Regions from separate parts of the Mus musculus genome. Here regions 1, 2, 3, 4, 5 and 6 are each linked to region 7. A link is a contact called in public Hi-C, HiCAR-type, HiChIP or PLAC-seq and promoter capture Hi-C data. All regions are on one chromosome and are shown on one strand. The core of a region is the stretch at or near the end of the contact, and the rest is flanking DNA. Distances in the headings are between cores, read along the strand shown. Region 1 holds the start of Tmsb10 (thymosin, beta 10). Region 2 holds the start of Suclg1 (succinate-CoA ligase, GDP-forming, alpha subunit). Region 3 holds the start of Dnah6 (dynein, axonemal, heavy chain 6). Region 4 holds the start of Retsat (retinol saturase (all trans retinol 13,14 reductase)). Region 5 holds the start of Capg (capping protein (actin filament), gelsolin-like). Region 6 holds the start of Kcmf1 (potassium channel modulatory factor 1). Region 7 holds the start of Krcc1 (lysine-rich coiled-coil 1).

The links. Promoter capture Hi-C pulls out the DNA fragments that hold promoters and counts their contacts. A called contact is a pair of places that touch in the nucleus more often than the background predicts. HiCAR-type assays count read pairs that join an accessible place to other places. HiChIP or PLAC-seq counts read pairs in DNA pulled down with a chosen protein or histone mark. Capture Hi-C pulls out chosen DNA fragments and counts their contacts.
Region 1: a promoter capture Hi-C map of liver shows a contact between it and region 7, with 3 times the contacts expected there. The contact joins the promoter of Tmsb10 here to the promoter of Krcc1 in region 7. A contact is called at or near these places in 1 of 39 promoter capture datasets (pre-B cells), 2 of 115 datasets of contacts at active chromatin or transcription factors (bone marrow-derived dendritic cells and pancreatic cancer cells) and 1 of 9 other capture datasets (liver).
Region 2: a contact with region 7 is called in a Hi-C map of regulatory T cells, with 14 times the contacts expected there. The contact joins the promoter of Suclg1 here to the promoter of Krcc1 in region 7. A contact is called at or near these places in 3 of 39 promoter capture datasets (liver, neutrophils and pre-B cells), 2 of 484 Hi-C or Micro-C datasets (muscle stem cells and regulatory T cells), 1 of 115 datasets of contacts at active chromatin or transcription factors (pancreatic cancer cells) and 2 of 9 other capture datasets (adipose tissue and liver).
Region 3: a contact with region 7 is called in a HiCAR-type map of fibro-adipogenic progenitors, with 4 times the contacts expected there. The contact joins the promoter of Dnah6 here to the promoter of Krcc1 in region 7. A contact is called at or near these places in 2 of 39 promoter capture datasets (liver and neutrophils) and 1 of 115 datasets of contacts at active chromatin or transcription factors (fibro-adipogenic progenitors).
Region 4: a promoter capture Hi-C map of neutrophils shows a contact between it and region 7, with 4 times the contacts expected there. The contact joins the promoter of Retsat here to the promoter of Krcc1 in region 7. A contact is called at or near these places in 6 of 39 promoter capture datasets (the HPC-7 cell line, erythroid cells, liver and 2 more), 3 of 484 Hi-C or Micro-C datasets (B cells, CD4 T cells and muscle stem cells), 1 of 115 datasets of contacts at active chromatin or transcription factors (pro-B cells) and 2 of 9 other capture datasets (adipose tissue and macrophages).
Region 5: an H3K27ac HiChIP or PLAC-seq map of microglia shows a contact between it and region 7, with 5 times the contacts expected there. The contact joins the promoter of Capg here to the promoter of Krcc1 in region 7. A contact is called at or near these places in 1 of 39 promoter capture datasets (pre-B cells) and 2 of 115 datasets of contacts at active chromatin or transcription factors (microglia and pancreatic cancer cells).
Region 6: a promoter capture Hi-C map of neutrophils shows a contact between it and region 7, with 6 times the contacts expected there. The contact joins the promoter of Kcmf1 here to the promoter of Krcc1 in region 7. A contact is called at or near these places in 6 of 39 promoter capture datasets (erythroid cells, hematopoietic stem and progenitor cells, liver and 2 more), 1 of 484 Hi-C or Micro-C datasets (erythroblasts), 1 of 115 datasets of contacts at active chromatin or transcription factors (astrocytes) and 2 of 9 other capture datasets (adipose tissue and liver).

Annotation. Positions count from the first base shown.
Region 1 is chr6:72,956,714-72,960,100 of GRCm38.p6, forward strand. It overlaps Tmsb10 (thymosin, beta 10), which reads right to left and starts at 1,770. Exons shown (of 3, transcript NM_025284.4): 1 at 1,624-1,770; 2 at 1,200-1,311; 3 at 634-939. The coding sequence starts at 1,299. The coding sequence ends at 905.
Region 2 is chr6:73,246,120-73,249,826 of GRCm38.p6, forward strand. It overlaps Suclg1 (succinate-CoA ligase, GDP-forming, alpha subunit), which reads left to right and starts at 2,386. Exons shown (of 9, transcript NM_019879.3): 1 at 2,386-2,634. The coding sequence starts at 2,538. It overlaps Gm38834 (a long non-coding RNA gene), which reads left to right and starts at 2,644. Exons shown (of 2, transcript XR_869182.3): 1 at 2,644-3,264.
Region 3 is chr6:73,219,205-73,222,936 of GRCm38.p6, forward strand. Dnah6 (dynein, axonemal, heavy chain 6) reads right to left here and starts at 2,427. Exons shown (of 77, transcript NM_001164669.1): 1 at 2,355-2,427. Gm40377 (a long non-coding RNA gene) reads left to right here and starts at 3,593. Exons shown (of 3, transcript XR_869180.3): 1 at 3,593-3,732.
Region 4 is chr6:72,597,001-72,600,307 of GRCm38.p6, forward strand. It overlaps Retsat (retinol saturase (all trans retinol 13,14 reductase)), which reads left to right and starts at 1,602. Exons shown (of 11, transcript NM_026159.5): 1 at 1,602-1,796. The coding sequence starts at 1,628. Elmod3 (ELMO/CED-12 domain containing 3) reads right to left here and starts at 1,413. Exons shown (of 12, transcript NM_001253692.1): 1 at 1,322-1,413.
Region 5 is chr6:72,547,830-72,551,204 of GRCm38.p6, forward strand. It overlaps Capg (capping protein (actin filament), gelsolin-like), which reads left to right and starts at 1,444. Exons shown (of 10, transcript NM_001042534.3): 1 at 1,444-1,672.
Region 6 is chr6:72,898,502-72,902,213 of GRCm38.p6, forward strand. It overlaps Kcmf1 (potassium channel modulatory factor 1), which reads right to left and starts at 1,478. Exons shown (of 7, transcript NM_019715.2): 1 at 1,113-1,478. The coding sequence starts at 1,128.
Region 7 is chr6:71,269,932-71,273,165 of GRCm38.p6, forward strand. Krcc1 (lysine-rich coiled-coil 1) reads left to right here and starts at 1,746. Exons shown (of 3, transcript NM_001354706.1): 1 at 1,746-1,909. It overlaps Mir8112 (microRNA 8112), which reads left to right and starts at 1,740; the gene lies at 1,740-1,870.

The DNA.
Region 1 (3,387 bases), core at 520-3,019, 1.7 Mb after region 7:
ACGCACCCGCTGCTCTCTTCCACCCTCAGAGGATCTGTCTGGGAGGCAGCTCAGCCTATGCTCCCTCTATAATGGCTAACGCATTCGCATAAGGTTCAGAGACAAAAAACTAGGCTGATCTCCGTGGCTGCAGTTCTGAAGATGTTCCGCAAGTTGTGATATAATGCGGTTTTATCTGGCCTTTGTTTTTATTTCACCTCATTCTGTTAACACCCAATAGAAAACCTCGTGTGTTTGTGTCTGAGGGATGGACCCCGACCTCGCCCAATTTCCCACATTCCTGAATGATTCTTTGCATCCTTTCCTCTCAGACTTTAACAAATCACTGCTTCTGGTGTGCGTGAAAGGTTAAGAGGGCAGAAGAAAAGGTAGGATTTGAAGAGCCGATCAAAAGCAAAGCTTAATCTTTTGGACAGCATTTTTCAAAATGGGGTTAAAATTGACATGGATCGCATTAAGGGCGAAGCAACTGAGAACCCAGGAAACCGCATGTCGAGAAGCACGTAAAACAAAAATAAAAACGATACATCCTCCTCACCCATTCTACCACGTCCCCTCCTCTCTCCCTGCGGCACAACTCACTCCCAGACCGCTCTGCCCACGCATACTCAACTAAAAAATTCAGACCACGCCAACCATGCCACGAGGTGTTTTTATTTTCATCAATCATACAAATAATTTTCTATAATATCCCAGGGCAAACCGGTGAAATTTGGCAGTCCGATTAGTGGAGGGGTCCCCTTCAGAGACCCGCGGGCCGGTGGCATCGGCTCGGAGTGCCCGGGTTTCACAGTGCAGCTTGTGGCTCGCGTCCATCTTGCAGGTGGCTCTTCCTCCACATCACGAGGGGGTCTTGGAGATGATGGGGCGGGGTGGGGTGGGGTGGGGAAATCTTCCTAGGCTTTTAGGAGATTTCACTCCTCTTTTCCTGTTCAATGGCTGCGAAGGGAGGGATGTGGTCATTGGAGCTACCTTACAGCCCCCCATACCCAACCCACAAACCTGGTGTGGGTGAGGCACCCACGAGGCCTGCGGACAGAGAAGGGGTTTGGAAGAGACAAAGTGCTTTGTGTGACTGGAAGGGTGGCTGTGGCCTTAGATTCGGGGTGGGAAGATAGTGGCCGGATGGGGGTGGGGGTGCCGGGCTGGCACAGCAGGGAAGGGAGGAGCGCTGGGGTGGGAACCCGGGGCACACTTACTCTCTTTGGTCGGCAGGGTGTTCTTCTCCTGCGTCTCGGTTTTCTTCAGCTTGGCCTTATCGAAGCTGGCGATTTCCCCCATGTCCGGCTTGTCTGCCATTTTCTTACAACTCTGATGGGCGAAACAAGGTGATAATGGGTGGCCAGGGGCTTGGGGGTGACCAGCGCGTCCTGGATCCCGCGCCTTCCGCGAACGCCTCTCAACGTGGCATTCCCAGTCCTGGGCGTTCCCGCAGCCCGGAGGCCGAGGATCCTAGACTCGTCCACCACACCCTCCCTCCGAAGCCCCAGGGCGTGGCCTGCTAGCCCCAGAAGATTCCAAACCGCCGGGTCGCCTGTTGCAACCGAAGGGGAACGCGCCCGCCAGCCATAAACTGGCCCGACCCCACCCAGGGTAGGCCCCAAGGCCGGCGCTGTGCCTTACCGTGGATTCTCCTTCCGAGCTCGCGCTCCAGGTGCTCCCACTCTCGTTGCTGCAGCAAGAGACAAAAGAGCGGCGCCCGCCCCTCGTCTTATATACACCGCGCCCCGCCCCGCCTCTCGCCCGCCGCAACGAGGGCGTGGCCAGCCCGCGCGGAGGGCGTGGCCAGCGCGCGCGGGGGCTGGGGGGCGCTCAGCATCTCCAGGCTGCCTGGGGCTCCGCCCTTCTCGGCCCGCGTTCCTAACCCGTTGCGATCCCGCGTGGAGGGTGGCAGGCACCAGCTCCCGGTGGTCTCTTTTCTTGATATATCTCCTTTTCCTAGTACCCAGGAGCCTGCTGCTCACCCCGCGGGAAGGGCGTGGGGGGGGGGGCAGCGGGGAAGGACTTGGGGTTTTGTTGAATGTATGTGTGGTGTAGGGTTGTGGGTGTGCGGGCGAGCACGCGCGCTCTGCTGCAGCCCTGCTCGCGGGAGACACCCCACCCGCGTCGCCTCAAGTCTCTTGCGTTTGCTCTCCAGAGTCTCCTTCTTTCTATTTTCTTGTGGTTGGTGCTTCTTAAAACAAGCTGTTTTCAGGCATTGTCTAAGGGCGGAGGTGGGAGCTAGGACTCCCGGGAGGGCTCCGCTGTTCCTTTTCTCAGTGGCCTTTTAGAAACACTGTACTGGAGGGTGCGGTTTTTCTCCTTCAGTTAACCTTCAATGTGGTTTTTAGAAGGAAAAAGAGGGGAAAAAGCTCCTGTGCCTGCAAACCTTGCTTTTTCTTGTTAACCCATTCCAGGAGTGGGATACTGCACTCCTGAAAAAGTTACCTCTTCAGCTCCTACAACCCCCATGGACAGTGAGTTCTATTATATCACCCAGGGCTGAAACGCCATCCATCCCCACTCCCATCCCTTTTCCTGTGTTGAATATAGAGCATATTCTACTGATAGAAGAAAAAGAGGAGAAACATTTCCTGAACGGCAAACTTCATGGTTCAGATAGACAGACAAAGAGCAAAATATCTTTGCTTGAAGTAATAACAGTTTAGTGGGGGTGGGGGTTGTAGAGAGTTGTCTCATCCACGTGGGGCTCACCCACACGGTGGCTTACAAGCATCTGTAGCTCTAGTTTTAGGAGACTTGGCATCCTCTTCTGGCCTGCTTGGGCACCAGGTATGAGTTTGGTGTGCATAAAACACTCATGCACATAAAATAAAAATAAATCTTTTAAAGAAAGTTGTTTCTTATGTAACACAATCCTGTGATTTCTGTACTAGTCTCCTTTTTAAAAAATTATTTTCTTTAGAAAGGGCGTCACCTGTTTATGTAGCCATATGTTTATGGATCTCAGTATGTAGATCAGCCTGGATTTGAACTCATAGAGATTGGCCTGTTTCTTGAATGTTAGGCCTAAAAGCCTGTGTTATCATGCCTGGCTTTGTGCTTTTTATTGCATAGTGACTGGTATTCAGGCCCCCTTTCTCTTGTTATTCTGGACCCCTCCATCTTCTATATCCAGGCAGTGGACCAGGAAAGAAAGGAGGATGAAAAGTCACACTAGAATTTAGCCTCAGATTCAGAAGTCGCTTCCATCACTTCTGTCTTCATTTCCTTGGCCTAGAATGTAGTCACATGCTCTTACCCAAAGTCCAGGAAATCTGGGAAACCGAAAGCAGGGCTGGGCAGATTGAAACAGTCTCTACTTGTTGAAGGATCTGCTAAGCTTGAACATAAAACTATCCAGACATCCAGAGATAGTATCTCTGGATTCCGTGCTGGATGCAATGC
Region 2 (3,707 bases), core at 1,136-3,635, 2.0 Mb after region 7:
CTAGTTACCTGGAAGTGATTCTTCTCAGAGCAGCCTTCAGATAAAGATATAGAACTCTCAGCTCCGCTTGCACCATGCCTGCCTGGATGCTGCCATGCTCCTGCCCTGATGATAGTGGACTGAACCTCTGAACCTGTAAGTCAGCCCAATTAAATGTCCTTGTAAGAGTTGCCTTGGTCAAAGTGTCTGTTCACAGCAGTAAAACCCTAAGTCACCATTTAGACTTCCAAACAAATTGTAATACTATGTATACTATTGAAGCTCTGTCCACAGTGAAGATTTCCCTTCACTGGTGTCTTTCAGGGTTGTCCCCAAAAGAGTTTGTAATGCTGCAGCTGTCTATTTCTGGGTGATGCCTGCATAATGTACAGAACCATCAGGGAACCAGGCCCCAGTCTTCTCTTCTCAGCCAGCTGATCATAGGGGATATACCTTGAGGCTATAGGTGTGTGTGTGGCAGCAGACAGCATTGTAATGTGAGTGGAAACCATAGGCATTTGGAGAACTTCTTCATGTAATTTGCTTGTGCCTTCAGGACCTGGTTGGGCCAGATCACATATATACCACTTCCATTTATTAATAGATTGCTACTGTGCACATCCTGCTTTATGACTGGTGGATCAGATAATTTCCAGTGCATGATGAGCAGCTTACAGAGTACCTTGAGGTTATATAGTAACTTGGTGTCCCATTGTCAAACTAAGTCCCAATAGCAGGCTAACAGCTGCCTCTTAAAGGGAGAATTGTCTACAGATGATGATGAAGCCTTTCTCTAAAATCCAAAGGTCTCTTCTGTGACTCACCTAGGGGCCTGCCAAAGGCTCCAGACAGCATCCCTGCCTGTCACTGAGATCTCAAGTACCATTGGGTCTGCTGGATCACCTGAGCCAAGTGGTAGTGTGCTTGCTTGCACAACAGTCTGGACTTCTTCAAGAGCGTTCTCTTGCTCCAGGCCCCACTTAAAGTTAGTAGCTTTCTGAGTCACTATGGACTGGAGTCACACACCCAAGTGAAGAGGGTGCTGCATCCAAAATCCAAACAGGCTCAGTAAACACCGTGCTTCTTTCCAGTGGGAGGGGCCAGACACAATAACTTTACAATAGAAGGATAGCTCTGCATGCCCCAAACCACTGCACTCCTAAGAATTTCACTGAGTTAGAAGGTTCTTGAATTTTGGTTGAATTTACGTGTTACCCATGAATTCAAACTGGCTGCTATCCACTACTCACTTGGTCCAATCAGCATAATGTTGTCAATATAGTGTACACACACACATATTTACAATCTATACTATATGTTATATATACTATGTATTACACATTTTGTTAAATAAATGAAACAAAATGCTTAATTATTAAGTAAAGATTCAGTGAAAAATTTCCTCCTTAAAACCATTGTTCGCGGGCTGGAGAGATGGCTCAGAGGTTAAGAACACTGGTTGTTCTTTCAGAGGTCCATGAGTTCAATTCCCAGCCACCACATGGTGGCTCACAACCAAGTGTAATGAGATCTGGTGCCCTCTTCTGGCTCACAGACATACTGCAGACAGAACACTGTACATAATAAGTAAATAAATAAATCTTTAAAAAAATGTTCACACTGGACCTATTTGGAAAGCACTGATATTTAACTTTACCACAAGGGCAGGATCTACAAGACAAGTACACATGAGAATGGTGCGAATTATAATGACGACCTTACTGAGCTAAAATAACTTTATTGATTATACTGATAAGGAATCTTAGGAACGCGGTTTTAGACAAGAAACGTGGTGCTTTGGCTCAAGGACTTGCTAAGGTTTTAAAAGAGTGGAGTGAATAATTTGTTCCAATTGGGCACAAATCCTATTTGATCTCGAGTTGTAGTCCTTAGGATTTTAGAAAGAGGCATAATTAGCATTAGTAAATAATTAGCATTAGTCGAAGGCAGTGCGCCAGTTTGTTTAATAAAGAGATTCCTGCTTCAGGAAACTGTCAGCTAAGGGGCTTTTTAATTTTAAGTATTTGGTCACTTTTCCTTTTTTCTTTTGCCGGCCACTAGTGCGGATAATTTCCGGAACCGTACAGGGAGGACAAGAGGAGTACAATCTTCTCTGTAACAGGTCAGAAAAAAACAAAGTGCAGGATCACGGTCTGGCACATAGCATTGCTGCCGGCGCCTCCCCTCAGCGTTTGTCACGGCTTTTCCTGGGCGCCCACGCCGGAGTTTAAATCGCTTCCAACCCCTTCCCTTTCAGCACGCTGCTTACTCGGAAAAAAAATACATTTCCCACAACACCACGCGCCGGCCGGGCCTCTCATGGGCTGTCCCACACATTGCCGTTATGTTTATGGTTACCCAAGCCCACATCTACTAAAGAACAGAGCTATTGTTTGCTTTTCAAACGTCATCCTTCTTGTTCTTTTCCACTTGTAACGTTCACTGTTTGAGAAGAGACTCCGAGGAGCGTAAGATATTCAGGCTACTCCTCTAGACACCTTTCTGCGCGAGCCTGAGCCCATGCCAAGGTCCCGGGGTCCTGAGAGTGTCATTGGGGGATGACCGCAACAGTAGTTGCTGCGGCTGCCACTGCAACCATGGTCTCCAGCAGCAGCGGCCTCGCCGCCGCCCGCCTGTTGTCGCGCACCTTCCTCCGTGAGTCGTGCCGGCCCGGCTCTGTCCTCCATGCTTGCGTAGACCTCGGGTTCCTGATTCTGGCCCCGGCGGTGTCCGGGCTCTTCCGGGCGGGCCCTCGGAAGGGGCGAGGGAGCCACCGGTCCAAACGCCAGTGGCAGACCTCGGGGGTGGAGGGGGCTTTGTCCGATGGGGTCGTGGATCGGCCGATGCACTTCGCAGGGCGCCCTGCAGACACGGCAACAATATCCTAGTTCCCTCGGTGACGGGGTGTGTGTGTGTGGAGGCGGGGGGGGGGGGGTGAGGTGGAGGTGGCCTCTGGGCTGGCCCTTACTTGGAGCCAAGGCTAAAGAGGTCCAGGATGAACTCTGCTGGGAGTGTGAGCCCCCGGGTTGAAGAGGTTGTAATTTGTCCCGAAAGATTCTGCACTTGGAGTTGACCGTTCTGTTGAAGTGGTAGGGCCAACGGAAAGGTGGTTTCTGCACCCAGAGTCAACGTGGCCCCGTAGGAGCTTGGAAGCTGACCAATGATGTGTCGCTCTTTACGAGACTCCAATGAACACCTCAGTTTCTGAGAACCAATCTCCCAGGGTTGCTATCCTGCAATGCTGACTCTTGAAAAGTAGTGCTGCGTTCAAAGTCTCTGTGTTAGGTACGATAGGAAACAGCTTGGGAACCGGTCATGTCGTTTTTGAAGTCTGGCCAATCATTCGTATGTGTATAATAGTCTTTTTTTAAAAAGTGATTTCTCGATGGATGTGGTGGCCCACACATTTAATTCCTGCATTTGGGAGGCAGAGGCAGGTATGCGGGTCTTTGTGAGTTCGAGGCCAGCCTGGTCTACAAAATGAGTCCCAAGAGAGCCACAGCTGTTACACAGAGAAACCCTGTCTTGAAAACAAAACGAAATGAAACAAACAAAAGCCTACTAAACAAACAAACAAACAAACATCTCTCAAGTAATAGCTTGGTTTGTGAAGCAGAGCATTGTCCTGCCTATCACTAACAGGAGAAATGATTGCCGATTAAAACTGTGATGAGTGATTGGTTGTCAGGTTTATCCAGATCTAGGAGATGTTAAGAAGTAATGAGTGG
Region 3 (3,732 bases), core at 1,177-3,676, 1.9 Mb after region 7:
CTCTGCGGCATATATGAGCCTATTCTAGGGAGACATGTCATCTTTCATGAAGGTTCAGTGTCCTAGTTCCCTTCCCCCAGGCAAAACGACACGGGAGCAGGTCAGGGTTGCTCTGGGTAAAAGCCTGTGAGCCTAAGAGCTAATCCTGTACATGGCTCCTTTACCTACACACTGGGGATTTGACCTCTATCTCCACTCTCATTAATATGGGTGGCCTATTTGCTCTTATTAAAAGGATAGGGGGAGATGTTGGGAGCCGCGCCCACATTCGCCGTTACAAGATGGCGCTGACAGCTGTGTTCTAAGTGGTAAACAAATAATCTGCGCATGTGCCAAGGGTATCTTATGACTACTTGTGCTCTGCCTTCCCCGTGACGTCAACTCGGCCGATGGGCTGCAGCCAATCAGGGAGTGACACGTCCGAGGCGAAGGAGAATTCTCCTTAAAGAGGGACGGGGTTTCGTTTTCTCTCTCTCTTGCTTCTTGCTCTCTTGCTTCTTACACGCTTGCTCCTGAAGATGTAAGAAATAAAGCTTTGCCGCAGAAGATTCTGGTCTGTGGTGTTCTTCCTGGCCGGTCGTGAGAACGCGTCTAATAACAGGTCAGGTTGGACAAGACAACTGAGGGGAGACGGAGGGAGCGGAGGGAGCATTAAGGACCAGGGAGAACTGAATTCACATGATTCCCCCCCCCCCCACAAAGAAAACCAGTCAGAGTTCTTCCCCACAGAGTGCTGGGACTAGAGGGATAACAGCTGAGATGTTTGCCTGGCTTGAAGAAGCCCTGGTCTGGGCCTGCACCTGCTTGGATTTGGAAGGATAAAGAGAAGGATGTTGAGCACTACATTTGTCAGATCCAGTACACATAACGTTTCCCCAGGAATTTGGTTTTATAGATGCAGGTAAGAGGTCTGGGGAGATGGCTCCATCTGTAAACTGTTTGTTAGACGAGTGTCTTGGTGTTTCTATGGCTGTGATAAAACACTGACCACATGCAACTTGGGGAGGAAAGGGTTTGCCTCATGTTACAGCTTGTAGTCCATCTTGAAGGGAAGTCAGGGCAGGGACCGAAGGCAGAAATTGAAGCAAAGGCCATTGAGGAACACTGCTTCGTGGCTTGCTCTTCATGGCTTGCTCAGCTTGCTTTCTTATACAACCCATGATCACCTACTCAAAGGTGGCACAGCCTGTGGTAGACTGCACCTTCCCACGTCAATCATCAACCAAGAAAATGTTGGACGGACAAGTGTTTAGGCCAATTTCACAAAGGTGTTTTCTCAGTTGGGAGTCCTTCCCAAATAACTCTAGCTTGTGTCAAGTACACACACACACACACACACACACACACACACACACACACATACACAGCAAACAGACACCAAGCATAAGGACCTGAGTTCGGATCCCTAGCACCCATGTAAAAAGCAAGGCATGGAAGTGTTGCATGTAACCAAAGCACAGGGGAGTAGAGGCACACAGGTGAATCCTAGCCAGCCATGGATTGGTGGCTTTTTTTCTTTTCAACCCCCTTTCCCTACTTTGGGTCCATGGTTTGGGATGGGAAGGCCTTCCAGGCCACAAGTGGCTTTGGTTGAGCTGCTTGGGGGAGTGTTTCTGTGGGGGCATTTATGGTGGTGGCTGTAGGCTGGGGCAGGAAGGAGGGGCTGGCAGCTGCTCAGGGACTTCAAGCCAAGCTATCCAAACTTCAGATTCGGTGAGAGATCTCTGTTTTTTCAAAACAGGGTGGAGAAGCAATTGAAGAAGACAGTCCAGTATCAATCTCTAGCCTCCCATATTCATATGCAAAGGTGCACACACAGGTGTATACACACACACACACACACACACACACACACACAGAGAGAGAGAGAGAGAGAGAGAGAGAGAGAGAGAGAAAGAGAGAGAGAGAGAACAAACGAATGAACAAACAAAACATCTTGAATCAGGTGTGGACATGCCTACATTTTAATCTGGCTCAGTGCCAATAGAAATCAAAAGTCTTTTATGCAATTTTAACGTCTCAAGTAAGCCTATGAGAAACGAAAGGTCTTGACTTTAATGATGTGCTCTACTTAATATTTAAACTATCATTTCAACGCATAACGGTGCTGTGTGAGGCAGGGCTATGTCTTATCTTTCCGGGTAAATTTATACCTGGCGTCTAATGAACAGGACAGGTCTAGATTTGAACAGTCAGTATGTAGTCTTGGGCAAGCCTAGCATCTCTAGTCCTCGCTTTCCTGTCCCCCGGGATAGGAAGCTATCACTGAATCCATCTTTTCTGAGACTTTCTATCCCTGGGGAGGGGTTGCTGAGTGTCTGACTCTGCCCAAAGTTCAGTTCCAATGGACTCACCAAGCGGTTCAACAGCAGCGTTCCCGAAGGGTCTCCAGAGGCCCAGCAATACCTGGTCTGGGAACAGAAGTCTAGTCCCAGGAGAAAATGTTTCCCGTTGCTTAGCAACCACTGGGCCACCAAGGACGCTTACTGCACTAAGGAGGAGCCGGTCAGTCGCTGCCAGCCAGTCTCGAGGAGCTGCTCTCGCTCTCCTGGAGCGCGCCAAGTAATTGAGCCAATCGGTGTTCCCAGAGTATTTGACGTCATTAGTTGTCAGGGAGCAGGCCCCACCCGGAGGATTCCTGCTTTAGAATGGAAATCTCAGGCAGCTTGGGCAAGCAGGCATAGGAGGTCCCGTCTTTTTATGTGTTCCTTCGTTTCTGGACGATCCATGATCTGCAATCCAACCTTCTGTAGGTATCTGTTGTTTCTCAAGAGGCTTGAGTATGACTTGACGTTCGCCCACATCTTAAAATGCTGAGGTGAAAGATTCAAGAGCCTCAGGCGAAGGTTGGGCGAACTATGGAAGCCCTTTCACCTACCTTGGGGAACTGCTTCCCGGGTTGGCAGAGGCTGCTTTTCAACCTACAAAATGTCGTGATCACTGCTGGAACTACGTTCTTTTTCTCCTCCGCTTTCTAACCGTGCCTTGGATAGCCACCCGCTAACAGAAGCCGAGAAAACAGAGTGCGCCTTTGAGCCCGCCTATCGTCAAGTAGATTATACAGAGCTGGAGTATAGATTACAGACCACTCAATCTACCCCACCTCTCCTCACACGCGCCCTGAGTATTGGGCTGACATTTTGTCTCTTGTCATGTGAAGTTTTCAGGGAACACATTACAGTTTTCACAAAACATTTTATTTTGTGCGCGCATGAGTGCTTGTGTGTGTGTGTGTGTGTGTGTGTGTGTGTGTGTGTGTGTGTGTAGGTTCTACAGTGTGTATGTGGAAGCCAGAGGAGAATTTAGTTCGGATCCGTTCTTCCATTATGTGGCTGCCGGGGATGAAAGTCAGGTCATTGCGCCTGGCAGCAGGTGCCTTTGACTGCTGACCGATCTCACTGGCCCTGGGGAGTGTTTAAACACTATATATATATATATATATATATATATATACATATATATATATATATATACATACATACATACATACATACATACACATACATACATACATATATATATATATATATATATATATATATATATATTTGGCAACTTGGCTTTTTAGAAGCTCATAAATTTAACATGACACATTTTATGAGTGCACACTAATTTAGCAGCAAAGGTCTTATTTAATGACGAAGGTCGGATGTTAGGAGAAAGATAAACAGGAAAGACCCATCAGGCATGCTAAGTAAGGCATCCAAGCAGCAGGATGGATAGCATTGAAAG
Region 4 (3,307 bases), core at 352-2,851, 1.3 Mb after region 7:
GAGAAGCAATTCTACCAACTTCAAAGGTAGAAGGCACAGAGTGACAGAACAGGCAATTTACAGTCCCCCTGATCTTTCTGTTCCTATATGGGCATGCATGCTCACACCCACACACCAGAGAGTCAGTGTGGAAAGGCTGGGACTGTAACCTAGTGGCAGCAAAGGAGGCTCAACCCCTGATATCGAGGGGGAAAATGAGAGTGGATGGTTCTCACACAACTGACAGTCATACTTCACAGACTCAGAGGACTAAGTCAGTGGGGAGGCCCTCCACGGAGCCAGTCCTCCACTAGGGGACTATGATTTACATTCCCCAAGGACTGACTGCCAGTAACAAACAGCTTTTGGGCTCGACGCCTGGCTGCCTGTGATCTAGAGAGGATGGTGGTAACGTCCTCCCTGAAACACCCCAGGAACTAGCTCCCCCCCCCCCTCCCCAGAACCTCAGCATCTACCTCTCTTTTCCTTTCCTTCCATCTCGGCCTAAATGACAGCATAAGATACACACACATCAGATAACCTGGCAGGGTCACAGGTAGGACTGACAAAGTCTCGGGAAGGCTCTCCTGTTACTGTGGGGAAAACGAACCAAGTAGCATAGAAGCATGACCTGCTTTACATACCGGACTGGAGCACCGCTGGGGCCTAAAACAAGGACAAAACACTCAAAGTTACGAAGTCATTCCTCCTGATAGTGGGTACCTGAGGAAATGGGCCTCCTATACAAACAAATCCCTCTTAAGTCAAGTACGTATTTCAGACCTACTTTCCTCAAAGGGCAACATTAAGATGGTAGGATATCTAGACTGTCTGCTGGAGCTTAAACTCTCTGAAAAGCTGATTTAGAAGCTGGTGCGTCCTTAAATGCAAATAAACACACAGGATGATCCTTGACTTAGTCTTTCTTGAGGCTTGTCCTAGGTGGCTTGCACTTTGAGAGCCTGATAGAGTAGTTACGATTAGGGGAATCCACCTAGGGATAACGTCGGTGTGAGGCTGCCAGTCCTGGGCTGACACAGGTTTAGGAGAGCTCCTGTGCAGGTCTCAACAAGGTCTCAACTCAGATACCCAGACAGAGGCTGTGTGGGCACAGAAACTTTGTCACTGCTTGGAAGAGGAGAGGGGAGGAAAGCAATGAACTGCCTCCGAGGTTCCAGCGAATCCAACACGGAAAAGGCACCAGAACCCAGGTCTTCTCTGCCTCCCAGACAGGATCTCTCTCAGACCTGCAACTTTCATCCTTGTTGTGGTCCCGCGGTGACCATTTCCACCAGACATCGTCCTCCTCACCCTCACCTCCCTCACCAGACCCCTTGCTCACCGGACGCGTCCCCAGCGTTCCGGTAAGGGGGGGATCCCACATCCCCCTTTTCGCGCAGCCGTGCAGTGTCGCCTGTCTCGCGCTAGAACTACATTTCCCATTAGGCAATTGAACTCCTGCTCTGCAAAGATCATACGGAGGTCCATAATGGACAATCTTCATCAGTTTTGAGCAGGCGTGAGTCAAAATGCTTCGGCTCCTCCAAGTCTGGTATTACTCCAAGGACGAACTAGAGGGGCGGGGCCTCAGCTATAAAAGCCGAGCTCAGCGGGGAAAGGACGCGGTCTTCCGAGCCCTGGCAGCAACATGTGGATCACTGCTCTGCTGCTGGCCGTGCTGCTGCTGGTGATCCTCCACAGGGTCTACGTGGGCCTTTACGCTGCAAGTTCCCCGAACCCCTTCGCCGAGGATGTCAAGCGACCGCCTGAACCCCTGGTGACCGACAAGGAGGCTAGGAAGAAAGTTCTCAAACAAGGTCAACTGATGGGTTTCAGGCCTGCTCTCGGGCCTTCTGCTCATGTCTCCCCATTAGTAAAGTGCTGGGAAAACTTCTCTTGCACACAGAGGTTCCATAATTTAGTGTTCTTTGCTTCTGAAAGGGTGCAGGCATTACCCTTGGCACGCCAAATTCCAGCCCCGCCAGTTGGAATCTTTTCAGCTCACGGCTTACACAGAATAAGAGACCTTTCCCCTACTTGGGTCTGGAGCCAACTTTTCCCTATACTTCTGTGCATGCTCGGGGGCACAGGGAAGCAGCACTGAAAGTTTTCCTAACAAGCGGGTTGCAGGCAAAATGTAGTCCAGTTCATAGAACTGAAGCTTGATAATAACTTCGGAATTTCAGTACTGGCTAGGGATAAGAACTCCACTCTCCAGTGAACCATCTCTAAAGCACGTGTAGAGTGCTCCCAAGGTTTGTGTTTTTGAGACTGGTCTCACTTTTGTACTGGAGTTGGCTTTGAACTCTCTTCGCAGCCCAGGCTCAAACCCGGAGCAGCCCTCTTCTTCTGTCCCCAGCATGATGAGATAGATTACAAGCATGCACCAGCATGTCTGCCTTTCAACGTTTTACGGAAGTGTTGGAGCTGGGCATAGTGGTGCAACAATTTAATTCCAGTTTGGACTACACAATGAGACCCTGTCTAAATGCACACATCAAACCCCAAAACAACCAAAACCCCCAAATGCAAAACTTTCAAAAAACAAACAAGGATCACCTCTTTGACCTCCAGGAGCCTCTGACTTGTAAATTTTAGCCAAGCCTAGGCTAGCCTTAACTGCACTATTTTTTGGGGACTGACTTTGAACTCCTGATCCTTGTGCCTCTACTTCCTAAGAGGCACCACACCCAGTTATTTTATTATTGTTATTGTTTGTGGATTGGGGGAGAGGCAGGTCTCATACTTGTAGCCCAGGCTAGCTTATAACTTGCTATACAGGACAAGTGTGTCTCAAATTCACAGTGATTCTCCAACCACCATCAGCAAGAGATTACAAATGGTGGGATTACAGATGTGAGCCACCATGGCTTGGATGGAGATTTTTTTTTTATTTTATTTTTTTTAGTTTTTAGTTGTTTGAGACAGTGTTTCTCTCTATAGTTCTAGATGTCCTGGAACTTGCTATTGCTATATAGACCAGGCTGGCCTTGAACTCACTGAGATCCTCCCACCTCAGCCTCCTGAGTGCTGAGACTAAAGCTGTGAACACTTGGCCTTGGGCAATGATGTTTAATGAGCAGATTTACTGGACATAGTGGCACATTCCTGTGATCCCAGCGCTGGGGAGGAAAAGACAGGTGGATCTCTACATAGGGAGTTCCAGCCCAGTTAGGGCTACATGTGTAGTGAAACCGTGTGTCTTAAAAAACACGAATCAATAAAATCAAAGAAAGTAAGTAAATAAAGGAGGAAAGGAAGTAAAAGACTGGGAGAAAACAACAAATCCCAGGTCTTGTGTTGACCGTGCATTCCAGTTTGGTTCTGT
Region 5 (3,375 bases), core at 194-2,693, 1.3 Mb after region 7:
GGATAATTAGCAAGCTTGCTTCGGTGCTACCTGGGCCAGGGCCATGACTCTGAACACTAAACTCTATGGCTTAGTGGACTTATGGATCTGACTGTTGACTAACATTCTTCCAGGATGGGCCTGTCAGGGTCCCTGGACATTGAGTCACCCAACTGTAGCTGCTCCTTAGGTGCAAATATTCCTGAACCTCTCAACCTGTGAGTCATGAATCATTTGGCAAAGTTTTATCTCTAAAGTATTTACATTACGAGTTATAACAGTAGCAAATGACAGTTATGAAGTAGAAGGAAGATAATGTTATGGTTGGGGGGGTCACCACAACATGAGGAACTGTATTGCGGGGTCACACATTAGGGAGGTTGAGAACTGCTGACCTAGGGATTAGGAGGGAATAAGAGCCTCCTTGACTGAGCGTCCTGTTTTCTATGTGACTTCGGGCTGTGCCCCAGGGTAAGGCTTTCCTGGGGCCAGCAAGTTAGATCAGACTGATTCTATATTATGGTCCTGTGACTGTGCGAAGGGAGCGGCTGTTGCTTTGGGTTGAGCTTGAAACCATATGCCCTCTGTCCTGGAACTCAAGAGATCCACCTGCCTCTGCCTCCCGAGTGCTGGGATTAAAGGCAAGAGCCACCATGCCTAGCTAAGGGGCATAGAGAGACTTCATGTTTCAAGACACCTTGTGTGGTGCCTCATTACATGTAAATCACTAGTGTTCAGGAAGCAGAGGCAGGATTCTCATAGCATTGAAGCCAATCTGGGCTACAGATTTAGTTTCATAGCAGCCTGGGTGCCAAAGTGAGACGCTGTCTCAGTAAAACAACCAAACAACAGTTGGTCACGATGGTGCACTTTTGTGATCCCAGCATCCGGGAATCAGAAGGGTCAAGTGTTCAAGACCAGTTTGAGCTGCCTTTAGAGGCTAGCCTGACTACATGAGAGCTTGTCTCGAAAACAAAACACCAAAATGAACACACATACACACACACACACACACACACACAGAGAGAGAATGTGTCAGGGCCTCAAACACTCTCTTGGAACTTTGCTTCAAAAACAGACTGGTTTACAGAGAGATTTCCAGGACAGCCAAGGCTACACAGAGAAACCCCGTCTTGAAAAACCAAAAGGAGAAAGAGGAGAAGGAAGGAGGAAGGAGAGGAAGAGGGAGGAGGGGAAGGGGAATGGAGGAGGAGGAAGAGGAGGAGGGAGAAGGAGTAGGTCATCATCACATGTACTCAGGGCAATGAGACAACTAGTCAGGGGGAGGAGGAAAAAGTAGTGTAGGGCCAGTGACCCAACCCAGGAAAAGTGACTAACCAGCCACAGCAGGGCCTGAGCAGACTCAGGCCTCTGCCGGGGCTAGTGAGTGGAATGGGACTTTCCTTGCTGGTCTGACTCTTTAAATTGTTCAGAATCTGCCTTGCCCGAGGCCGCTGTGATGAGACCTAGTCAGGCTTTAACCTCCCAGTGACCATGTCTGAGAAATAGCAGCCTTCCATCCGCATGGCCCAGCCTTGGAGCTGGCTTTCCTGAGCCCTTAGACTTCTGAGTACTGAGCCTCCCCATGGGTGGGGCAGGTGGGTGGGGCAGCCCAGTGGCGAAGAGGGAAGTTAGAAGCTAGCTATCGAGGGGCAAGCTGAGACGAGTTTGAGAAGAAAAGGCCCGTGGAGAGGTAAAACTGGGAAGGGCTCTGTAGAGAAGGGACTAGGACTCTCATGAGTGGGTAGGTGAGGGCTGGCTGCTAGGGTCCGGGAACAGGTGGGAACGGTGTCCCCAGGCGTAAGTCAGCTCAGGTCATTAGCTGTAGTTTTGCAGCTGCAGAGTCTTGAGTGGGTGTGGGTGGGATGTGTTCTAGCTGCTGGGGAGGAGCTGAAGGGTCTGGGCTCATCCTGGTCTGTAGGAGGTGGTGTCAGACCTGAGAGATCCCCAGAAGCCATCAACCTGTCGGGAGGTGAATTCAGATCTGGTGGTGTCTGTCCCCAAGATAGCACTATCCTGGGCCCAGACAACTGGAAGGAAGGGAACTGAGAAGGAACAAGGTAGGTTCAGCTACTTGAGGGACAGTCAGCCAGCCCCCAGTTAGAGGGTTGGCTGGGGACCAGTGTGGAGAGAGATGAAGGTAGAATCTGGGGGTGTGGGGAGCGGGATCTGCTTTGGCCTGTCCTGGGGGTTCAGAGCCACTGCTGTTCCCACTTCTAAGAGACATTGGCCACAGTCAGAAAGTCCTGGGCTTCTTGAATTGGCCCTCTATTTCCTCCCTAGGGCCGCTATTTCAGCTCACACTAACGGGGCGGATATGGTCTTTGAGGGGAAGTGACCTGTTGTGAGTCAGGGTCCAAGAGGGCAAAAATAGCCCCAGTTTTCCTCAGTACTGGGCCACTGATGCACATTGATAGGATCAAGCATTTTGTTGGAGGTAGGAGTGGACTCCACTTCTAAGCCCCCAGTGTGTCCTTAAAAGGTATTCTAGCCAGAGTTAGCCAGCAGGGCACACATCCTCCCCCCCACTGCTCACGACAGTCAGATGGGCCTCGTTGCCCTCTGGCTTTCTGCTTCAAGGCTGCTCCAGGCCTTGCCTGGATGTCGAGATCCTAAGCAATCCCGTTGGTTTTCATCTAGTCCAGTCATTGGATCTCAGCAAGTTAGGACAATCAGACACTTTTCCGGGCACAGTCAGGTGTGTCCAAAGGTCCATAGGCAAACTCAGCTTCCTGCTCCAAAGGTGCTTTCATGTCTCGGGGAGAAAGCCAGCCCCTAAAACTCATCACATTGTGGCACAATGGGGGAAAACGGAGTCCTCAGCAGAGGTGGCCAGCTGTGATGTAGCTCAGTGGTAGAGCATTTTCCAGCTGTGCCCTGTGGCCCTGGGTCTGGTTCCCGGCATGCTTCCCGTTCCCAGTGAAAGACACAGAGGCTGCCTGTGAGGTGGTGAGTTTCCCACCACCAGAAGCATTCAAGAGGAGGATGGCGAAGTGAGCCACAGAAGAGGGCTCGTTCGTGTGCGCTAAGGACTATCTAAGCACTAAAGCCTCTTCTAATGCCGGTCTGTGATTATGTGACGGTCTGATGGGGAGGAAGTTGGTCTGTGGTTTCTTTGGGTATGATGGCTCCCCACTTCCTGAACCTTCTAGGTAGGCCATAAGGCATGGACTACTCCTCATGCTGAGCCCCCCCCCCCCAACAGATCTTGAAGGAATGGAAGTGAATAATAGACTCTGTCATGAATGCTTGTGATAGGGTAGCAGGTGTGCCTTGCTGTTGTTAGCACAAGAAGGTGGCCAGATGTGCTCTAAACCTGCAAGCAGAGGATGATGTGACAATGGGGCTGGGAAAACTCCCACAGGAGCTAAGCCTACCGAGCGGTCGTTTATCCCA
Region 6 (3,712 bases), core at 228-2,727, 1.6 Mb after region 7:
CAGGATTTGGAAAATCTTAGGGACTCAATTATTTTCAGGTCACTTATACAATCTTCCATTAACCGTACCGAAATAAACTTTTCACTAAGTCGGTGACTACTTTTAAAGGTAAAACCTGCTGTAGTGAAACAAAGAGAACATAGCCCCCTCCCCCCTTCCTAAACCATATGGTAGTAAATTCAAGTTAACTTATTTTTTCGCCAGTTCATCGCCCATCCATCGGCCTGAAAACACTTGTGCCTTTGTGCCGTGGGGCTGGGACGCGAGTGGTCTGATTCTTAACCACAGAACCCCAGCGTGTTTCCACAGGGCACCGCGGAAGTCCAAACGCCCCCCGACTGGAAGCCTGCTTCGGTGGGCAGCGCACGCGGGTGAGGGCCCGGGACCGGCCGGGAGCAAGTTCCGCTCCGGCGAGGTGACGGAGCAGGGAGTTTGCTCACCGCGGCCGGGCTGGATCCGCCCCGGGAACTTGGCTTACCCGAGCCCAGGGACGCGCAGAGGCCTACCGCGAGGCCGGGCGAGCTCCAGTCACAGAGGGCTGCCCGAGCCCGAGCCGCGGCGTCTTCCCGCCCGCACGGCCGCGGCCCTCAGGCGGGGCCGTCGCTCGCCCGCGGTCTCCCAGAGACCGGACGCGCCCGCGGGGCCCGGACCCCGCTCCCCCTTGTCGCGGCCGCACGCCCGAGACCCGGCTCGGCCACGGCGCCCGGCTCTTCCGGGAGCCGCCGCAGCTAGGCCGCGCCGGGGCCCCGCGGTTCCCCCGGGCGGGCCGGCCGGGCCTCGGCGTCCGGTATGTGTCCCGAGGGCCAGGCTCCCGCCGGTAACGGGCCCCGCCGCTTCCCCTCCCCCTCTCCCGCCCCATGACAGTGCAAAGCCTCCGGCCGCCCGGCCGCCCCGCCTCCGGCTCCAGGCCCAGCTCAGGGCCGCGGCCGCAAGCCACGGTTGCGGCCGCCGCTCCCGCTCGCTCTTCGGGCCGCGGTGGCCTCGGGTTCCCCAGCCCCGCGACTCGGGCCCGGCCCGCGTCCCCGCCGGTGCCCCGCTGCCCTCGGCGGCGCCCGGACTTCGGGCGGGGTAGGCCGAGGCCCAAGCGGTGGGGGCGGGGGCTCGGCTCTCACCTTCATGTCGGGACATCCTAGTTCAGACGCTGGCGGCGCGGCCCCTCCCGGGCTCCCGGCTGCAGTGTGCCCCCACCGCGGGCTCCCGGCGCTGCCCGCGCCCGGCCGGCCGACTCCCACTCGACTCCCGGGCTCGGCCGCGGGGGCGGGGTGGGCAGGGGAGCGCTCCCGCGGCGGCGGCGGCGGCGGCGGCGGGGAGGCGGCGCGGGGCGGGAATGGGGCCGGGCCTGGCCGGGGCTGAGCTCCTCCAGGAGGCGGGTCCGACGCGGCCGCGGCTCCGCCGGCGCCCGCCGTGACTCGGTCACTCTCGGGCCCCCGCCGGCTCCCGGCAGCGGCGCGGCGTCCGCAAATCCCGCTCGTCCCCTCCCCCGGCCCGCCCCCCGCCCGTCCGTCTCCCGGCTCCGGCCGCCGCCTCCTCCTCCTCCTCTTCCTCCTCTTCCGCCTCCTTCCGCCCGCACGCCCGCCCCGCCTCTCGCCGCCCTGAGGCCCCGCGGCCGGCGGGCGACCGTGCTTGGCGGCGGTCCTGCCGCGGTCCCGCAGGCACCCGAGCCCAGCCGCGGCCCGCCACGCTGCGCGTGGGGAGGACGAGGACGCGAAACGCCCCCGACGTGGCTCCCCAGCGCCTGGGCGCGCGGCGGCCGGGCCATCGCAGACGTCCCGGGGACGTGTGTGTGTTTGTGTGCTGCTTTGAAAGCCGGGGACCCAGAAGGGAATGGCAGTCGGGCCTCCGGGGCTCGCGGGTCCCCAGACCCAGGGGGAGGCCGAGGCCTAGCGAGCCGGCTCGGCCGCCCGCTCGAATGCGCTGCGGGAAAAACTTGGTGGGCTTCGGGGGTACTTTGCTTCCGGCTGTGTGTGCAGGTCTTTCCCTCCACCCAGGCTCCTTACAGGCTACTTTCTCTTCAGGCATTGCTAACTCGACAAACACTTGAGACTACCCCTGACCACGTGTCAGTGGTGGCGTGGCGCAGGTAGAACAGATCGCGCCCTGGAGTTAAGACGTGTTCAGCCCTGGGATTCTGGTTCTGATATGCTCGGTGTAACCTTGAACAAGTGACTTAACCTTGCTGAGCCTTCGCTCTAAATTGGTTCGCTTTGGGTGGTTAATTTTGCCTTGGTAGTCTCGAGATTGGACAAAGTTCCCAGCTAAGTTTACTGAAACTAGGGTCCAAGGTACTGCTTGCTTTGGCGATTTTCCTAATTTGCCCACCCTCCACCGACTGTGGGACCTGGACAAAGCGTTGGTTGCCTTAGCTTCTGTGACTTTCAAAAAGGGCAAGCATATCAATAGATGCAGGAGAGATACAGTACCAAGATTCGACGTGTAGAGTAGCAAAGGAAGGACCCTATTTGTTACAATATTTTATTGAATATGATTTAAGATATGTCTGGTTTTGAAAATACTAAAAGGCTTAATCCGAGAGACTACATAGTAGGTCATCCCTGTCTACCCAAGAAACTAGCTGTAATTAAATTGGGGGTGGTTTTGAGGCATGACCTCAGATAGCCCGAGGCAGTCCTTGAATTGCTCAAGTAGCTGATTCTGACCTTCCCATCTCCCAGGGGCTGGAACGAAAGGCATCTTCCACCACACCCCCACCTAATTTGGGTTTAAATGAGGACTAGATAACAAATATTTCTGTTTCGGGTGTGGAATTCCGCACACTACAGACCGGCCTGAGGAAGACTATGCCTAGTAGGGCTTACAAAGGGAGAGCAGGGTTTGTAGTTAGCCTGATCGACATCCTGGTTAGTGGGTCCTTTCTGACAACCCTACACATTTTATTATTGGCAAGTGATCCTGGGTGTAAGCCAGTTCCCTGAACTTGAGCTGTGAAAGTCAGGCTAGCAGCTCTTAACGCATACACAGGTGGTGAATAATGGTTTTTTATAAATTTGTATCAAAGTTTGTAAGCAGTTCTGTAAAAATGCTGGAGCATTTAGAGTAGCCAACAAAAGCAACACTTCCAGAAAGGAATACCAGTAAGTATGGAAAAAACTGGGTGAAAATAGAAAGGAGACTATTGAGGAGGAAGAAGGGGCTGGAGCTGTGAGGTGAAGTGTGCCCCAAGTCCCAAGTCTACGGAAAAGTCACTCAGGGTTGTGTACAGGCATGATGCTAGGGGAAGAAACATTAAAAACAAGTCTTACTGTATTGAAGGGTTAGCTAGTTTTTTTTTTTTTTTCACCTGCCTCTGCCTCCCAAGTGCTGGGTTTAAAGGCCTGTGTTACCACTGCCCGGTAGGGTTAGCTAGTCTTGTTCATGGGAGGAAACATAGCTTGGTCTGACCTCCAAGGGACTACCATGTTTTTTTGACAGTGATTTCATTGTTAGTATCCCAGCTTAGCCGTGAATCTCCAGCTCTTCCTGCCCTAGATCTCCTTCCCATGCCTCCTTGGTTTCCCCCATGTCCAGTTGAAAGTCACAGGTATCTTTACCAAACTTACTGTGTTCCATAGATGGCCCAGTTCTAGTCCTTAAAACAACAGTCAGATAAATCCTAATGAGATTTAAATACCATCAGTAGATCAGCAGACAATAGCTGCACCTTTTTGTGTTTTTCTGTACTTCTTTAAGGTTTTAAGATTAGGGGGAAATGAGC
Region 7 (3,234 bases), core at 496-2,995:
AGGCAGAGGCAGGCGGATTTCTGAGTTCGAGGCCAGCCTGATCTACAAAATGAGTTCCAGGACAGCCAGGGCTACAGAGAAACCCTGTCTCGAAAAGCCAAAAAAAGAAACACACTACACACACACACACACACACACACACGATTATGAGCAGATCTTTAGGAACACCACGTTTCTATTTCTTTGTAAGTTTTTATGTAATACAGAATATTTTAAAAATAAAATTAATAAATATTTTTAAAGGGTAGAGGGAAGAGAGAAAGTCACTCACATAATAGCCCATTATATGTTGTCTAATTACAGCACAGACCAAAACCTCAGGTTCTCTCTTGTCCCTGTGTTATTAATAAGCGTGGAATCATTAATGGACTGCTTGTCTCTGTGTGAAGCCTTTTACGGACGGAGTTTATTAGGCAGTCGGGGAGTGGCAATGCTTGGCAACGGAAGCAAGTGCAGCCTGTTGACTTACACAGTAGTGTAGTATTAACCGGAAGCAGGGCCTTTAACATGGTCCAGTGGGTGAAGGGGCTTCTAATTCCAGCACTTGGGAGTCTGAGGTAGAAGGATCCTGTATTCCAGGCCAGCCTGGGAGTAAAGCAGTCTTCGGCTTTAAAAACCAAAGACCCTAGTGGAGCTTCCTGGCTCACTCGTTAAATTTCAGCCCTTGCGAGACTGAGAGATGATAGAAAGGGATTGGTGAAGGCGAGTGGAAATGAAGGGTAGACAGACATCTCCTGAAACAGAACTGATCTTTAATCAGAACTGAAGGGCTGCAGTCTCTCAGGGAAGTGAGACTATGCCCAAGTGGCACGTGTTGGGGAGTAAGGGGTTGGGTTTTGTAGGACTGAAAGGGGGGGGGGGAGGCGGAGGGAGGGAGCTTTGGGGTTGGAAGATTCCATTTGCAGGTCAGTTCCCCTGCAGTCAGGAAGTGGGAGAGGCTAGCGGGTCTGGTATGTGGATCTCCTTATCAGAAGCTTCAGCAGTCAACAGTCAACTCTGGGCTTCTCAGTCCATCTGAGGTTTTTAAGTGATTACTTCAATCCATGCTTGGGACCAGCCTGAGCTAAAGTAAGACCCTATTACACATGGGTCGGTGTGCTGCCAAGCCCCAGAAGCTGAGTTCGACTTCTGGGGTGCATAAGGTAAAAGGAGCCCCACCCTCACTCCGCTCCACACAAAATAATGACCATGTAAAGAAAACTAAAATATACTTTAGTAGTACCTGTGTGATGTTGTATCTATGTAATAGGAGCGTGTATGGTGAGCATACCGTGTGTGTGCTTTGAGGAATACTATGCACGAACGTGTATAATCTAAGAGGGAATTTATGGACTATGCTAGCTAGCAACGTACCATGAGCAGGGATGGTGCTTAATATTTAGTCTTAATATAAGAGCACAAGAAAGAGGAAAGGCAGATGTGCGTTTCTTAGATATTTTGGCCGGTGGATCCATACATTTCCAGACTCACTTTGGCTTCCGGGCTGAACCTCGTCACTAGGTTTCTTTCCTCCAATGGCAAGAAGGACCGACACCCAAGCTCCTACCCACACGGACAGAGCCGGTTAGTCCGAAATGGCGGGAAGGGGCGGAGCACACATGGAGGGCGGGGCTAGAAAATTTCCCGAGGGCTCGGCCGCCCTGCTGCGCACGCGCACCTGCGCGCCCCCGCCGCCATGGCGCTGGCGCTGTCCAGTCAGCCGCGGGTGGTGGCGGCGACTTCCCCTCAGGAAGTCAGGTCTCCGCCTCCTCCCCCCCTCCCACCCCGCCTGCTCTGCGGCGGAGGCGGCGGCGGCGGCAGCGGTGTCTCTGCCTCTCCGCCACCTCCACCGCAGCCTCTGACCCCCGGCCGGCGTTGTTGGCGGGGAGGGGGACAGTAGTTGTAGACGCCCGCCCCTGCCTCAGAGAAGGTGAGTTCCCGCCCGGCGGCGGGGGCGGCCCGAGCTCCAGCCCTCAACTCCCGCGGCCTGGTGAAGGCCGAGCGCCCCGGCCCCGCCCCGCCGCGCCTTCGAAATGGCCGACGAGAGCCGGGCGCGGCCCCCCTCGGAGCGCCTGACTCTCTCCTCAGAACCCCTCAGCATCCGCGGCGCCATGGCCGAGGGACCTCACGGCCTGGCGAGGAAGCCGAGGTCCGAGGGGGCTAGGAGAAGAGGCGGCCGAGCCGAGGGCAGTGGGGGTTCAGTGAGGAATCCCCGTCCTCCAGCGACCCCGGGAGAGAGCAGCCTCGGTTTGGTGCAGGAGCGTGGACAGGAGACTTCCCAGCAGGCCACTTAGCGACAGGCATGAGTGGGGAATTAGGGAGCTCTGGACAGGAGGGTGGGAGCTTCCAGGTTTCCTCAAGGAAGAGGAGAGGTGAGGTGGAGGGGACGGATCACCCCGAAGCTTTTCTAGGCTTCTGGATTGCCAGGAAGACGAGTTAGAAAAAAATGTCCAGACGTCTCTTGACCGTAGTAACCCGAGTTTTAGCATTTTTTGACCAGTGTGAGAGTGGCGAGAAGCAAGATTTTATTCCAACCCTACTGACTAGGAGCAGAACTGAGCTGTGTTCTGGAGTGCTCCGAGTGACTTTGGCCTTTAAAAAAAAGTGTAAGGAGAGAAGGCCTGAAGTAGACAGGAGAGGTGAAAACTCCCCAAGGGTTAGGCATTGCTTCTGCCGGCTGAGAACTAGGAAGTTAGGCGCCTCCTTCATCCCAGTTACATTTCAAAGAATTGCTTCTATAGACTCTGAAAGACCGCTGAGCTGTGGGAAATAAGCTTAAAATGAGGGGATAGTTAGAGTCTTTGTTGGGCGTGGTGCTGAGCGCCTTAAATCCCTAGCAGTGGAGGGGCAGAGGCCATCCTGGTCTACATGAGAATTCCTAGCCAGCACGAGCTATAGAGTGAAACACTACCTCAGGAAAAAAAACAAAAATGGCCTGGGACCGGGCAGAATTTGTTAGCTTTTTAAGAGTGAGCTCTACTGTGGGTAGAACTCCTTAGACCCCAGCATCACAAACACGGAGGCGTGTCATCTGTTGAGGGCTAAAATAAACAGTAAACCTGACAGCCAGAGCTTTTCCTTAAAGTGTGGCAGGGGTGTCCCAGGCACTTGACACTGGGCACCGTGTTAAATTGTGATTTAAGTCGCTTTTTATGGATGGAGGTTTGGAGAGTTTTGACATTCTCACCAACACATTTACCAAAACACAAAAGCTGTAGACTACCCCAGTAGATGTGTGTGTGTGTGTGTTATAGG